Regions from separate parts of the Gossypium hirsutum genome. Here region 1 is linked to region 2. Evidence: chromatin contacts called from public Hi-C data. All regions are on one chromosome and are shown on one strand. The core of a region is the stretch at or near the end of the contact, and the rest is flanking DNA. Distances in the headings are between cores, read along the strand shown. Region 1 holds the start of LOC107961714 (histone-lysine N-methyltransferase ASHH1). Region 2 has its middle 44 kb from the start of LOC121231368.

Region 1 (7,223 bases), core at 2,866-5,365, 290 kb before region 2:
GGGAATGCATATTACACATCCTTAAGTAAAATGGTGTGAAAAAAGAATAGAAATAGGGCGGCACTAGCACCATCCGGGAAGTGATAAAATAGACATTGAGAAGATCACAAAGTATGGAAATAAAAGCTTTCACAGACAGGCCAGAGGTTTTTTTCTTTTTTTCTTTTTTGGTTAAAACAGGCCAGAGGTTTAAGTCTTTAAGATGGAGTACTTCTGTCAAAAAATTTAATCAGAAGTCCATACAGGCCAGAAGGGTTGAGAATTCCATCAATTCAACCAGCTGGACCGAGGTTCAATCTCAATAGAAAACAGCTATACTTTATGCATAACTGTTGACACAAGTATACATAGAATATTGTTATGCATAATCGTTTATACAATTTCTGGCATACAAATATGGCAGATTCCATTCCTTTAAAATGTAAAGTGAAAATGTTGAGAGATTAAAGTGCCTACAAATGCATTCTAAACATATAGATAAAACAGAAAAAAGACTGTTAACTAGATGAAAATTTCAAGATGAACAAAAATTAGATCATAAAAGAAAGGAATATTTATTACCGTTCATCATCATCTTCCCATAAATAGGTATCCTCCTGTTTAACAGATTTTGCAGAAAAATTATTAAATTACATGAATAAAAGAGAAGCAATACAATGATAGTTGCACAGACACACAACGAAAGGGGGGAGTGTTATAGCAAATAAAACCAAGAAGAAGAAACAGTATACTGAGGAAGTGATAACTGGAAGCCAACAAAACCATAAATATAGTATCAGACTAGCAGAAGATATATCCATGCGTAAGGAGATACGGGACACAGTGGCTATCAAATGACAAATACCATATGGCATGAGCTATATAAATGTAAAAGTTCTTTTTTGTATTCTCCATGTCCATTTTACATTCGAGGGTCATGGTTGCCCCTCTCAACAATGCCGTCTCAAAAGGTTCGAACCTGTATTCTCCGTTGGGAGTGCAATGCGCCTTACCACTGCACCTAACATCTTACTTTAAATGACAATTTTTTTGAACAGAACATACAAACTAAACCATAATTTCATGTCTTCATTAAATCTCAAATAAATTCAAATCTCAAGCAGCTTAAATGTTTACCAGAAAGCCACGAGACTTTGCTCCAAGAAATCCTGAACAGTTGAGTGCACCACAGAGGCAGCGAACTTTTGCACCACCATACCATTCAAAGTTATAATCATATGCAAGTTCAGTTCCAATTGGAATATCTTCTTTTGCAAATATTCCAACTCGTATTTCTCCCAAAACAGTCCACTTCCTAGTCTCACAGTTCGGTTGGCTACAAACTTAAACAACATAATTCAGCCAGTGTAAATTTGGCAAACAAACCACCAAAAGATATTAGACCTAAGGAGACTAAAAGCTGAGAACTTAAAGCAGAAGGGGCTCACCATGAGTGGTTGATGAATCTAGCAAGGTTTCCCTTTTTGGTGGCATCAATGGATTCAGAGCCATTCAGAGAAATAATAAATGCATCCTTAAGACCTGCATCAAGTGAAGATGAAGGTTACTAGTCTTTTCTTTTTTTGGCCAGAAAAAGTAACAATTCTATCAAAATTCTAGTTCACCTTGATTTTCATAAGCTTGAGATCTTCGCTTTGCTTCTTTCCAAGATATTACTTCTCCACAGTACTCAACAATAAATTGTCCAGCCTGCTCAATGTGAAAGCAGATCAGCATAAGCAAAGCAAGGATTGAAACAGAGAATGATTGAACAAAATAATTGATGCCAGATCCTGAGATTGATCCCAAAGATTAATGCCGAGTATTGGTTGCCAAATGTTACCTTTATATATTCAGCAGCAAGCAGACCCCAACCACGACCCTCTGTTTTAAACAACGTAACTCTAGCATATTGGCATTTCTGAAATTTCTTTCAGAAAGGAATATAAATATAGTGCATTAACCGAAATGTGTTAGTCTCATACCAGAAGAAACTGTTTGTCTCTTATAATCAGTATCTTCAAGCAAAGCAAATAAATAATGAAACAGGTCTTCAAAGAAAATAAATAATGAAACAGGTCTTCCCTAATATTTAATGGAAACTCAAATGTTTCTAGAACATTCTAGGAATAATTAGTTCTACACTCAACAGCATAAAAACTCTTGTTCTGTATTTACCCGTTAGTGAAGTTTCAAGACATAATTAGTCCATCATAAGCAAGCAAAAGAACTTAAATGTACCGCATTTCTATTCATTGATAGATATACCAAGCTAGGGTGAGCAATCGGCGAAGTTGGTGGGTTCAATAAGTTTGGTTGGATAAGTTGGTTAACTGATTTTTTTTTTTACAAAAGGTTTTTTCATCTTCCTTGTTCTTTTAAAGTTATTGGATTTATAATAAATTTGGATTGGATTGGGTTGGTTTTGTAAATTGGATCTGGTTTAACTTCATTATATATTATATATTTATGATATCATAAATATATTTAAAATAAATAATATATATTAAGTCGGTCAGTTTGGTTGTGAAATTCAACAATTGATAACCGACTGACTAAACCATTTTAACCAAAGCCTTAACCAACTTAATCAATAAACCAGCTTTGATGGGTCAGTTATGTTGATTATAACTGATTCCTGCTAGCCCCTAGACCAAGCTGAAGAGAAAGTTAGTATAAAATATAGGTTCTACTTCAAAAAAAAGTCTGACCCTTTTTCTATAAACAGCACATGGAACCTGGAAGCAATGAAATAGAATTGAAATGACTTGAAGGAAAGTTGAAATTTCAAGTAAAGATAATTAGAAAAATTGCAATTAGCTTCTTATGAAATGTCAAGCACAATTGAACCAAATAAACTAGATACAGTAAGTAATTAGTTCCCGTTAGAGTCAAATATTCAGCTCTACACAAATTATACCGAAAGCTAGTAACATTCAACAAAAGGAACATAAAGACCAGGAAGAAAAAAACAATTATCATGTGTAAAATGAACACACTTATATTACAGATTCACAGAGACATGTCAAAGCAATGGGATTAATCAACAGACCTACCATACATAAATCAACATAGGAAAACGCACATACAACAAGCACAAGCACAAGCACATAACCTCGTAGAACCATACCCCCAGTCCACCTTGAAGCACACTCATGCCAAACAGTCTTTACCTGATTCTTGCAGTAAACACCGCAAGGACAATAACCGGGTGTACATTCTGTGCTTGTTAGTACATTCAAGCACCTCTCTCCACATGTACTATCAGGATCACTAAAGTCAAATTTGCACTCGCATATAGCAATATCTTCCTCTTTTTGCTTTTTATGTCTGCAAAAGAATGCAATTTTGGATAGCAATTAGGTTATCCTTGCGTAAATTAAAGCAAAGCAGTACCCAAAAAAAAGGCTCCAGAATGCATAAAATTGCTGCATTCCAAATAATTGAAACTGAAAACACCAAAGCAGCTACGAGCAACATGAGGTTAGTTTAAAAAGATTATGATCAAAAAAATATCTTACTTTCGATATGAGAATTCGTTTTGAAAAATGTGTTCATATTGAGGAAGGTCTTCATTCTCAGGATCCTTTAACAAAACAATATAATGCTGTAATAAAAATTCTATAAAACCAGCACCTCTAGGAAAATAATCATAACCATAATCATAATAATACCATTGGAGAGCTTCGTTACCCGGACTCGGCAATTTGGGGTGCAGTACCTGTGTCAACACGGATTCCGACACGGGATACGGGTCAGATCCGGCAAAAACCAGCGGACGGCGGTGGGTGAGAACTGAGATAAGAAGAGAAGAAAACTGATTAGCGGACTATTTGAACAAAAAATTAGGGAGTGGATAAACTAGTCAGTCGGTCGCCCAATTTTAGTGCGTTCACATTTTGGTCACTTAAAAAGAAATCTTTACAATTTAGTCACTCAATGTTTAGACCAATTTTATTTTAATCACCCAAACATAAAGCTGGCAAAACAAGCCTAAGACCAAAAGTCCGCCCATGTCGATCCAAGCCCATAACAATCTGAACCTGAGAAAGTTGAGCTTGTAATAGATCTAAGCTCGAGAAAAGCCTGAACCTAAGATAAATTCAACCTAAAGCTTAAAAAAATTTAAATTTTATAACTGAACAGCCATAATATGCATTAATTAATATACATTTATGATATTTTTAAAATAAAATTAAATAAATAATAATTTTTATTTTATAAAAATGTATTCATAACTATTGCATATTTATATAAAATTTTGATTAATGGGAAAATTAATTAATAATAAATTTTATGTTAAATTATGAAGTGAAACAAATTTTTAAAAACAATAATTTAATATAAAATATTTTAATACTATAATTATATATTTATAATAAATATATAAAAGTAATAATTATTAAAATCTATAAAATTTAATTTTAATGATAATATAAAAATATAATGACAGAATATATTAAATAATAATACAATAACTTGTGTTATACTTATCACAAATGACTAAACATGAATTACTATATGACATTAATAATATTACTGATAAATTTAATTTTAAACCATATGTATTTTAATAAAAATTATCTACAATAACATAAATTAGAAAATTTAGAAGTTGTTTAATAATTAAAAGAAAAAATAAAATATCCAAACAGAATATATTAATAAAACTATTTTGAAATTCATAAAGTTTTATAAAGTCATACTAATATGTAAATACGATTCTTAATATAATTACATAAAATTAAGTTATCTTTAAGTCCAACTCCCAAGTTTCAAATACGGGCAACATCCAAAATTTCAACCTATAATCACAATGAAAAAATTCAAAGTTTTGTAAATGATTTTTTTTTTAATTTGTATCAAGATTAAAAAAATTTCAAAAAGTAAAATATCTAATTGCAGTTGATTCTACATGCTACATCATATTTTCAATTTTATTTTGTTTCCTTAATTTCTAGATTACTTTTATTTTGGTCATACAAAAAATTTCTTTTTTTTAAGTACTAGTCAGGGTAAAAAAATATTAATGATTAAAGTGAAAAAGCTATAGAAATTAAAATAATATATTAAAAATGTTAAATTGTACTTGTTTGCCCTCTTGTCAAAGTTTTATTTTTTCAATATTAAAATTTTAAATTTCAAAATATCTAAATCAATTAAATAGCTTGTTGAAAATTTTTATCTCTTAATATTGTCAGCCGATTTGTTATTATAATATTAAAATTAATTAAATTAGTTAATTTAGTCTCCTTCTAAAATCTATAATTTTATTTTATGTTTCTAAATTAAAATCAAGTCAAATAACTCAATTTTAATAATTATCTACCAAAACTCAATTTTTTATTGTATGATCTTAAATCTTTTATGTTAAGTTAAAACTAAAGAAAAAACCTTGCAAATTAATTAACTTTATCTTCCATGCCGAACAAAATCAAAAGTTTTTCATTACTTTTTTACCCAAACGAAAAGCAAGCAATTTATCTAATTAATTCTAAAAAAAAAATATTTCCTTTTAGTTTAACATAGAAGATTTGAGATTATATAATCAAAAAAATTTTAAGTTTCATAGACATTTATTAAAGGATAGTTTGGGAACATAAAATAAAATTCTAAAATTTAGAAGGAGATTAAATTATTGAATTTTGTTAATTTCAATTTTATAGTAACATTCGGTTGACATTATAAAAGGAAAAATAATTCAATAATTTATTTAATTGATTTTAATGTTTTGAAATTTAAAATTGAAAATTTGAAAAAAAAATAGAATTTTCAGAAATGGGATAAACAAATACAATTAGCCAAAATTTTAATGCATTATTTTTAGTTTCTACTAATTGTTTCCTTTAATCCTTAAATTTCTTTTACCGGGATCAAGACTTGAAAAAACTTCGATGACCAAAATGAAACCTACTTAGAAGTTAGGTGACCAAAATGAAAATGTAAACATGATGTAGAGATGATTTTGATTTTGCATGTACAGTTAGTTGTTGTAAATGATTAATGCTTGGGTGACTAAAATGAATGTAACACCCCTAACCAAAATCCATCGCTGGAATAGGGTTACGGAGCATTACCAGAGTTTACAGAACAAATAATAGACATTTCATAATTCTTTGGTATTCATATCTAATTTCAATAAAATTTCATCATATAGTCCCTTACATGTGTCGGGACTAAACCAGGTGCTCAAAGAATTTTTCGCAAAATATTAAAATTTTTCCTAGGTGCAGAGGTCACACGCCCTTATGATCAAACTGTGTCACGCCCGTGTCTTAGACCGTGTAACTTTCTGACTTAGGTCACACGGCCAAGTCACACGCCAGTGTGGTAAGCCGTGTGTAGGTGCAGGGGTCACACGACCAAGCCACATACCCGTGTCTTTACCTGTTTAGACAAAAATAGGCTATTTTCCAAGTCACATTCCTCACCTATATTGTCATCCACCTACACCAACACTTTTATACATTTACAAATCATATCCAAGCATTTAAAACAAGTTCAAATCATATCTTAAACATGACATAATTTCACATACAACCAATGTACTCTTAGGTACCTCATATGACAATTTAATAACATGTTAATCTATCATTCATACTTTGCTATTTGTCAAATGCATATATGCATGATCACACTCATTCTTCAAACATGATAGATCCACTTATAAATATATCAAAATATGTCAAACACAAGTCATTCCAATGGCTAGTTTCATTTAAAACATTTACATGCCATTATTGGTTAATTAACCTATACATGCCATTATAACCATAATTGATTTACCACATATATATATCGAAATAAGCCGATAGATAGTGTGAGTGATCTCTACTGATGCTTCCAATCCAACGAGCTTCTGAATTACAATAAGGCATGGGAAAATGAGACAGAGTAAGCATGAAATGCTTAGTAAGTTCGTATAACATGGTAAATAACTTACCATATATTTATGTTCAAAAATAAACATGAAAGGCACTATCAACCAATTTGGTCACAAGCCCTAAACACATATCCTCATCATGCTAGCCAAGTAATCACATATAATAGTCCTTAATCATGGATGAACAAAGTCATCAAGCATGTTCCACATTCATGTAACAACCAATCCATGCATTATTATATCAGGTAATGTCATTACCATGTACTTCATGTACATACGGGTAATAGTTTGTTTCTAAGTCATACTATCTCATATAAACATCAAGAAACATATATAGGCTCAATAATAACCAAATTCCTAT
Region 2 (7,607 bases), core at 380-2,879:
TTCTGAATAGGAAATCAACCCATACTAGACACATCTATCATATACAACCTTTTAAAGAAAAGAATAGTTTCGGCTTTCAACACTTCCTCATCATAACACTACTCACCATCAGACTATCTTAGAACTTTGATCTCATTAAAACGCCTCCTTGAGTTAGCCTTACAATAGAAGTACCTGGTGTTTCGGTCTCCAAAAATCAACCAATCACTTCGCACCTTTTTGTCACAGAAGACTCTCTTCTAAGTCCATAATTCCTTCAAGTTCAACTCGTAAAGATTTCTCAAGATTAAGAAGGTTTTTACATAGAAACCTCTCCAACACTCTTTGGATGCCATCAAGTTGGTGCATTATATTCCTCTTCCTCTTCAAAATGTGCCAAAAAACATCCCTATTCCACATTCTTAGTGCTGCTATAAACTTTTTAACCGAATCTTTTAACGAGCTCTCACTATTCCAATTCTCATTAACCATAGAACTAAAATTGCTATGAGACAACCAACCACTTAGGAACTAGAAAGGACGAAGGGAATTTGTTATTATTTTGGTTCCAAATGAAACCGAGAGTAGGCGATGATTAGATTTGATTTTTAGCATATGAAAAATAGCAGTATTCAGGAATATTAGCTCGCAACGAGAATTGCGTAAGGCTCTATCAAGGCGTTCAAATATATTCCCTCTATTCCAAGTGAATTTGGGACCTTTAAATCAAACATCCTTCAACTCACAAACTGAGCATACCTGCTAGAAAGCCAGACAACTAGCAGTAGCATTATTCGAGCCACTATTACTCATCAAATGAATCATCTATGAGTGTCGCATCACTTTCACCCTTATGGACCACTCCAGATGGTCGACCCAAAATTTGTCCATTAACAGCCTAGTCCAACACCATCAGTTTCGTGTTCTCCTCTAGCATGTCTGCAGCTCTACCCTCCACCTCTAAACGATCCACCATTCCTTAGATAACCTGTTAAACAAGAACCATGTCAACCAGGCCATCAAGATTTTCCCTATCTCCTGTAGATTCAGAGCTCATACTCCTATTTTCCTTCAAAAAAGGAGGGAGTGCAGAATGAATAATAAGATTTTTGATGCCTAGTTCATTTCCCATAAGAGGAGATAAACCAACTAAATAATTTCGATTCTGGTTTTCTTTGAAATTATGAACTGAGTGAAATTTTCGATCCAATATTCCTTGGTTACCATTGGTACCAAATTTAGGTAGCCCAGACCCCACTTTCAATACCACCACCCTGATTCTCCATTCTTGGCCCACCCACAGCTTGCTTATCAACCTACCCTTTTATAGCCACAACCCTTTTTTTATGGCGTTTAGCTTTAGTATTCTTCCCTTTATTACCCCATCAAATTTTCTCCCATTCATAATCTTTGTAATAGATTCAGAGAGATTTTCTTGACCCTCACCTGATAATTTAACAAGTAAATTATCTTTGTTCCTTATATTTCCTGAAATTAAAAATAGCTGCACCATTCTCGTTGTTATCATCCTGTGAGACACCTATTTTGGAAAAAATATTAAATTGAGATCCGAAAAGATTGTTTCCTTTTCCACTCTCTTATCCATCATCGGTCCTCCTATTTGGTCTACGATTCTGGGAATCCACAATCATCCACTTGCCAAACCTTTCATTTTCAATCCATTCTTGAATTGATCCAGTGTTTTCATATTGGTCCAATCTAACAGGATCCTCAGCTTCACTCGATCCTTTCTCCTTATTCTCCACTATCTTTGATTGAGGACAATCTCCTTTCAAGTGCCCAAATGTGGGACAACCAAAAAAAACTATTGGAAAAGATTCATACTCCACTCTATGGATCCTACTAGCGATTCTTATCCTGGAAATGAGCGGCTTCCTTAAGTCAATTTAAATTGCAAATTTGGCAAACTAACCCCTTGCTCCTTTATATGTCATTAAATCAATTTTGATTACATTCCCCACCATTTCACCGATAGCTGGAGAATACTTCTCTTGTACAATGATCCTGAAAAACTCGGTATACAGACCCATGCAACAACACTATGGGGGAACGATTTCGTCCAAGGTTATAACGACCTGATAGTCAGGGGTGTCGACAAGTATATTTTTGGGACTTTGTACTCGTAAATCAGACCCGTAAATATTTTTATTAAATGTTTATGAGGCTAGTTTAATATTGAATTAATTTTCGATTAGTAAATGTCATGAAATTAAGAGTCGTTAAGGTACATGGACTACATCGCATATTAGTTAAAAGTTAAATTATAAATTGAAATAAATTAAAGGTACTAAAGAAGCAATTATGCCTTTGTTTCATTTAAGTGGATGGTCATAATGAACGTTTATGACATGTATATATATTATATATGTTAAGCTAACCTAATATGTATATATATGTTATGATAAATAAATAGTATAAAATGTATGTATATTATATAATAAGAAATAATAATAGTTATGATAATAATAACAAAATAAAGAGAAGATTTCATTCTCTGTTACATGCAAATTAGAAAAGAAAGAAAACAGAGAAAAGGGCGCACGACTAAGGGACCTAAGGGTTCAAATCTAAATTGGTTAGTGCAATTTAGTCATTTTCTTATAATTTTTATATTTTTGGAATCCCGATACCTAGGGCTACCCAACCCATATTGTAATTTTTAGTATTATTCAAGATTTTAGATGTTGATATTGTTGAATAATTTAAGTATTAGGGATTAAATAGATAGATTTTTAAGTTAGAAATGGAAAAGAACTAATTTGTGGAATAAATTATTGATTTTGAGCAATAGGGACTAAATTGAAAGAAATCCAAAATTATTGAGTCGAATTGGAAAAGTGTAACAGCCCGTTTTCGATAAAAATCAGAACAGTGGTTTCGGGACCACAAATCTGATTCTAGAAATTACATTTATTTTAAAATTATTTTATGGTCTACAGTACAATAGTAATGTCGTATAAAAATTTCGTAAAGAAATTTTACCAATTACATGTCTAATTTGATAAAGGACCAAATTGTACAAAGTGCAAAAGTTCAGTTCTAATAACTAAAAGGATTAAATAGCTATAGAATTCAAAATTTGAGGTCCTTATATGGTAATTAGACGATTAAAAAATGCCTAGTTGTTAAGGATGATAATTCATCCATGGAAAATTAATTAAAGAAAAGGACAAAATTGGAAAGATGAAAAATAAAGATGAAAAATAATAAAATAAAGAAATATCATCATTTTATCATCATCTTTTCCAAATAAAACATGGAAACCCTAGCTATGGAGAATGGAAGAAAGAGAAAATTTATTTGGCCAAAATAGGTAAGCATTTAAGTCCCGTTTTTTGTAATTTTTATATTTTGAGATCGTGATAGTTTAATCTACCTATTTTGGGGATTAATTTGTAAAGATATCAAAGTATTAAAATTTTTCCATGGATGTAAATAATGAAATTTTGGAATTTATGTTATAAAATGAAAGGTTGTTGATAGATAAACAAGTTTTGTAAAGTAAATTTTGATGAAATTATGATTTTAGGACTAAATTGTAAAGTTGTAAAATTCATGGAAAATTCTAAATTTTTATTAAATACATGGGCTGTAAATGTTACATGTAAAATTTGGTTAGGCCTCGGATAAGGATTAAAATGCATGAATTTCATTTTTCGAGCCGAGGGACGAAATTGTCATTAATTAAAAGTTTAGGGGCAAAATGATAATTTTGCCTGAGATGTGAATTGGACTGAATTGAGTATGAATTGTATTAAATTGATGTTAAATTTACTCGTATAGATCCGGATAGACCATATTCGGAGTAGAGCGAGGAAAAGAGAAAGTGTTGAATTAGTACATTTTATGTACACGAACATTTATTGAGGTAAGTTTGTGTAACTAAATTGTGTATATTTATATGTTTGTATTGAATGTATTTATGTGAATTGTATAAATACTATAAATATATGAAATGATAACATATCTAACAATGCCAGAAAAGTGTCAAATCCCATTTGAATAAATGAAAATCGATGGATACAAGTTTCCCGTATTGGTTGTGGTCTTGCATATCTTGTAGACACACCATAGCTTAAAAGAGCATCCCGTATTAGCCCTTTCGAGCTTCCCGTTATATGGTTCAGCGAGCTTCTCGTTATAGCTCTTCGAAGCGTCCCGATATGTTGTGATCCTACATTTGTTGTGGACACCCCTTAACTCTTATAAGCATCCCGATTTAAAGGTTCTTTGTGAACTTCCCGTTAAATTGTCTCTTTGTGAGCTTCCCGATAGTGGTCACTTTAACTTCCCAATATTGGCTATCCGGAGCTTCCTAATATGGTTCTTTGTGAACTTCTCTATTACAACTCTTGTGAGCTTCTCGTTATATAGCCCAGATAAGCTTCCCGATAGGCTCTTTATGAGCTTCCCAAAATGGCTCTGTGTGAGCTTCCCGTTACAAGGCTGGAGAGTATGCTTCCTGATTATGTGTCCTAATTGGGTACCTCTGAATATGAATTGACGGTTTCTAATTTGTACACTGCGATTGTACTACCTGTGTATCCATTAATGTTTTCAATAATTCAACGGGCAAAAATCCTGACATGAGAAAATTTGAACACGAAATGAATTATTACATGTATCTGCCTAAAATACATGAAAATGATGATACATGATATATGAAAGTATGAGACGGTGATATATGAACATGGAACTTGTTTGATGAATATGTTCATCTAAGATTATAGATTTGTACACTTCGAGTGTATTTTCTCAAATTTCCATTGATATTTTAATTTATTTAATGAGCATAATCCTGACATGAAATAATCTAAACTTGAAATAAAATATTATGAAAATGTACTTGAAATACATGGCTATAATTTGTATATGTTATTTGAATTCATGATGTGGAAAGTTTATGTATACGGGAAATTGGTTATTATTGAGCCCATACATGTTTCTTGATGTTTATATGAGATGGTATGACTTAGAAATGAACTATTACCCGTATGTACATGAAATACATGGAAATGACATTACCTGATAAAATGATGCATGAATTGGTTGTTACATGAATGTGGAACCTGCTTGATGACTTTGTTCATCCATGATTGAGGACTATTATATGTGATTACTTAGTTAACATGATGAGAATATGTGTTTAGGGCTTATGACCAAATTGGTTGATAGTGCCTTGCATGTTTATTTTGAACATAAATATATGGTAAGTTATTTACCATGTTATATGAACTTACTAAGCATTTCATGCTTACTCTATTTTATTTCCCCTGTTCTATTGTAATTTGGAGGCTCGTTGGATTAGAAGCTTGGCGGAGATCACTCACACTATCAATCAGCCCATTTCGGTATATATATGGTAAATCAATTATGGTTATAATGGCATGTATAGGTTAATTGGCCAGTATCAACATATAGATGCTTTAAGTGTAACTATCCATTGGAGTGGCTTGTGATGGATACGTTTGGTATGTGTTTGAAATGGCTGATTGATAGAAATTATATTGGCATATTGATGATTGAATTAAGTTAGCATATTTGATAAGATATGCATATATGTGATTTTGTAATTTAAGTGTGTATACTTGATTATATGAGGTATTATATCATGTATAGGACTTGACTTTGTGTGTGTACTTGATTATATGAAGTATTATATGAGGTATTATATCATATATGTGAATGTTGTAGGAGGATGACAAAATGTGGTGAGAAATATGGCTTAGAAAATAGCCTATTTTTATCTACACGGGCAGAGACACGAGTGTGTGTCTCAGCCGTGTGTGACACACGGCCTAGCACATGGGTGCGTGGCCTGGCTGTGTGTCCCTTGCATCTTTAAAATACCAAAATAGAGTGCCTAGAATTGATCACATGGCCTGGCACACGGGCATGTGACTTGGCCGTGTGACCCCTACACCTACATACAGTCTAGCACACGGATGTGTGACTTGACCGTGTGACCCAAGTCAAAGAGTTACACGGCCTGAGACATGGGCGTGTGACCCCTACATCTAAGAAAAATTTTGAGATTTTGCAAAAAATTCTCTGAGTACCCCATTTAGTCTCGACTCGTTTCTAATGCATATTTTGGACCTCGAGGGTTCATATAAGGGACTTTATGATTGATTTCTGATATGAATACTGTATGAAGTGGAATATTTGTTATTTGATCTGTAAATTCTAGTAATGCTCCATAACTCTATTCTGACGACGGATTCGGGTTAGGGGTGTTACAAAAAGAGGGAGCTAAGTTTAGTTTAGAGTTAAATTTGTATAAAAATATAAAGTTAAATGTGAAAGTTAAAAACTAGTCTCAAGTTAGGCACTAAATTGAAGAATAAGCAAAATATAGTGTGAAAATTAAAATTTAATATGAAATTGAATTGTGTAATGTTAATGTATTTTAATTGTTTTATTCCATAGCTAATGTCATAACGGAATCCTTGAGTAAAAAGGGGAAGGATAAAATCGACGCCGAATAGCTCAGAATTCACGGATTGTGTTTCTATAATTCGAACTCTAGTAAATTGTTACATTTTGAACTATTGTGCATGGTACAACATGAGGTGAGAACTTTTGAACATTGCGCTGAAATAAATCAAATGATGATTAAAATTACTCGATTATAAATATCGTGAAATGGGGTATTTTACGACTATTGAATTGAACATATATGTATTGAGAAAATTTTGTCATTATCAAATTGAATATATGCTTATATGTGATGATATACATTCATGAAATTGAGACATCAGTTGTATTGAAAGTAAAGTGAAACCCTATAAACTGTTTCAGGCTAAGTCAGATACAGATGGCATGTCATAGGATAGGAAGAGTTCACGGATTTCTTTGACCTTGAGTCAATGAGGCATTGGGTGCCAATTTGCTTTGGTTTAACCGATGCGACACTGGGTGTCAATTTATATAGCACTGGGTGTAATTATTACTTTGGATTTATCCGATGAGGCACTAGGTGCCAAACTTAGTGTGTTGGCTGTGTATCCATCTGAGTCGTGTTAATATGGGAAAATAAAATAATAATTTATTTGATTGATATTGAAATGACAAAGATGAGAAATGAATATGAGATGAGATAATGAAAAATAAAATGAAGAAATGAGATGTGAAACTTGAAATGAATTCAAGTATTGATCAAAGAGATGAATCATGCTATTGCATGAGTTGAAGTATTCAAATGTTATATGAAATGTCATTGATATATATATATACTTGAACATGTGGAATTTAGTGGATGTTATAAAGAATGAGAAAATTTGTATTATTGATTTGAAACATAATGCATAACATTTCTGGCTACATTCTCACATTTTGATTACTCATATAAGTTATATTGTTCTATTTATAGAAATACCAATGAGTTTTACTCAGCGTGCGATTTTATTTTTCGTGCACAGGCTAGGTAATTTCTAACTTATCGCCAACTCAGCATCCGACAACGAATCCCGAGCTCACGTGTGGTGATGTTATATTTTGTAATGGCATGTACTAGGAGGTCTTTTGGTTGATAGTGTGATGATATTCTTTATTTCAAGTGAATTGATGCTTAAATGTATATATATATGGTTGTGGTTGAAGTTAGG

Evidence for each region. Hi-C and Micro-C count contacts between places; a contact is called where the count stands out from the background.
Region 1: a contact with region 2 is called in a Hi-C map of leaf, with 2.4 times the contacts expected there. The contact joins the promoter of LOC107961714 here to the enhancer-like site in region 2. A contact is called at or near these places in 5 of 34 Hi-C or Micro-C datasets (leaf and petal).

The regions. Positions count from the first base shown.
Region 1 is chrA06:54,981,399-54,988,621 of Gossypium_hirsutum_v2.1, reverse strand. LOC107961714 (histone-lysine N-methyltransferase ASHH1) reads right to left here and starts at 4,115. Exons shown (of 10, transcript XM_016897787.2): 1 at 3,654-4,115; 2 at 3,501-3,565; 3 at 3,153-3,309; 4 at 1,823-1,909; 5 at 1,605-1,689; 6 at 1,428-1,521; 7 at 1,117-1,315; 8 at 562-596. The coding sequence starts at 3,656.
Region 2 is chrA06:54,685,438-54,693,044 of Gossypium_hirsutum_v2.1, reverse strand. No RefSeq gene overlaps it. Among protein-coding and RNA genes, the nearest start is that of LOC121231368, 44 kb to the left of the region's middle. Within about 2 kb of position 1,629, at least 6 of the 9 cell types and tissues checked have an H3K27ac peak or open chromatin away from gene starts, as enhancers often do.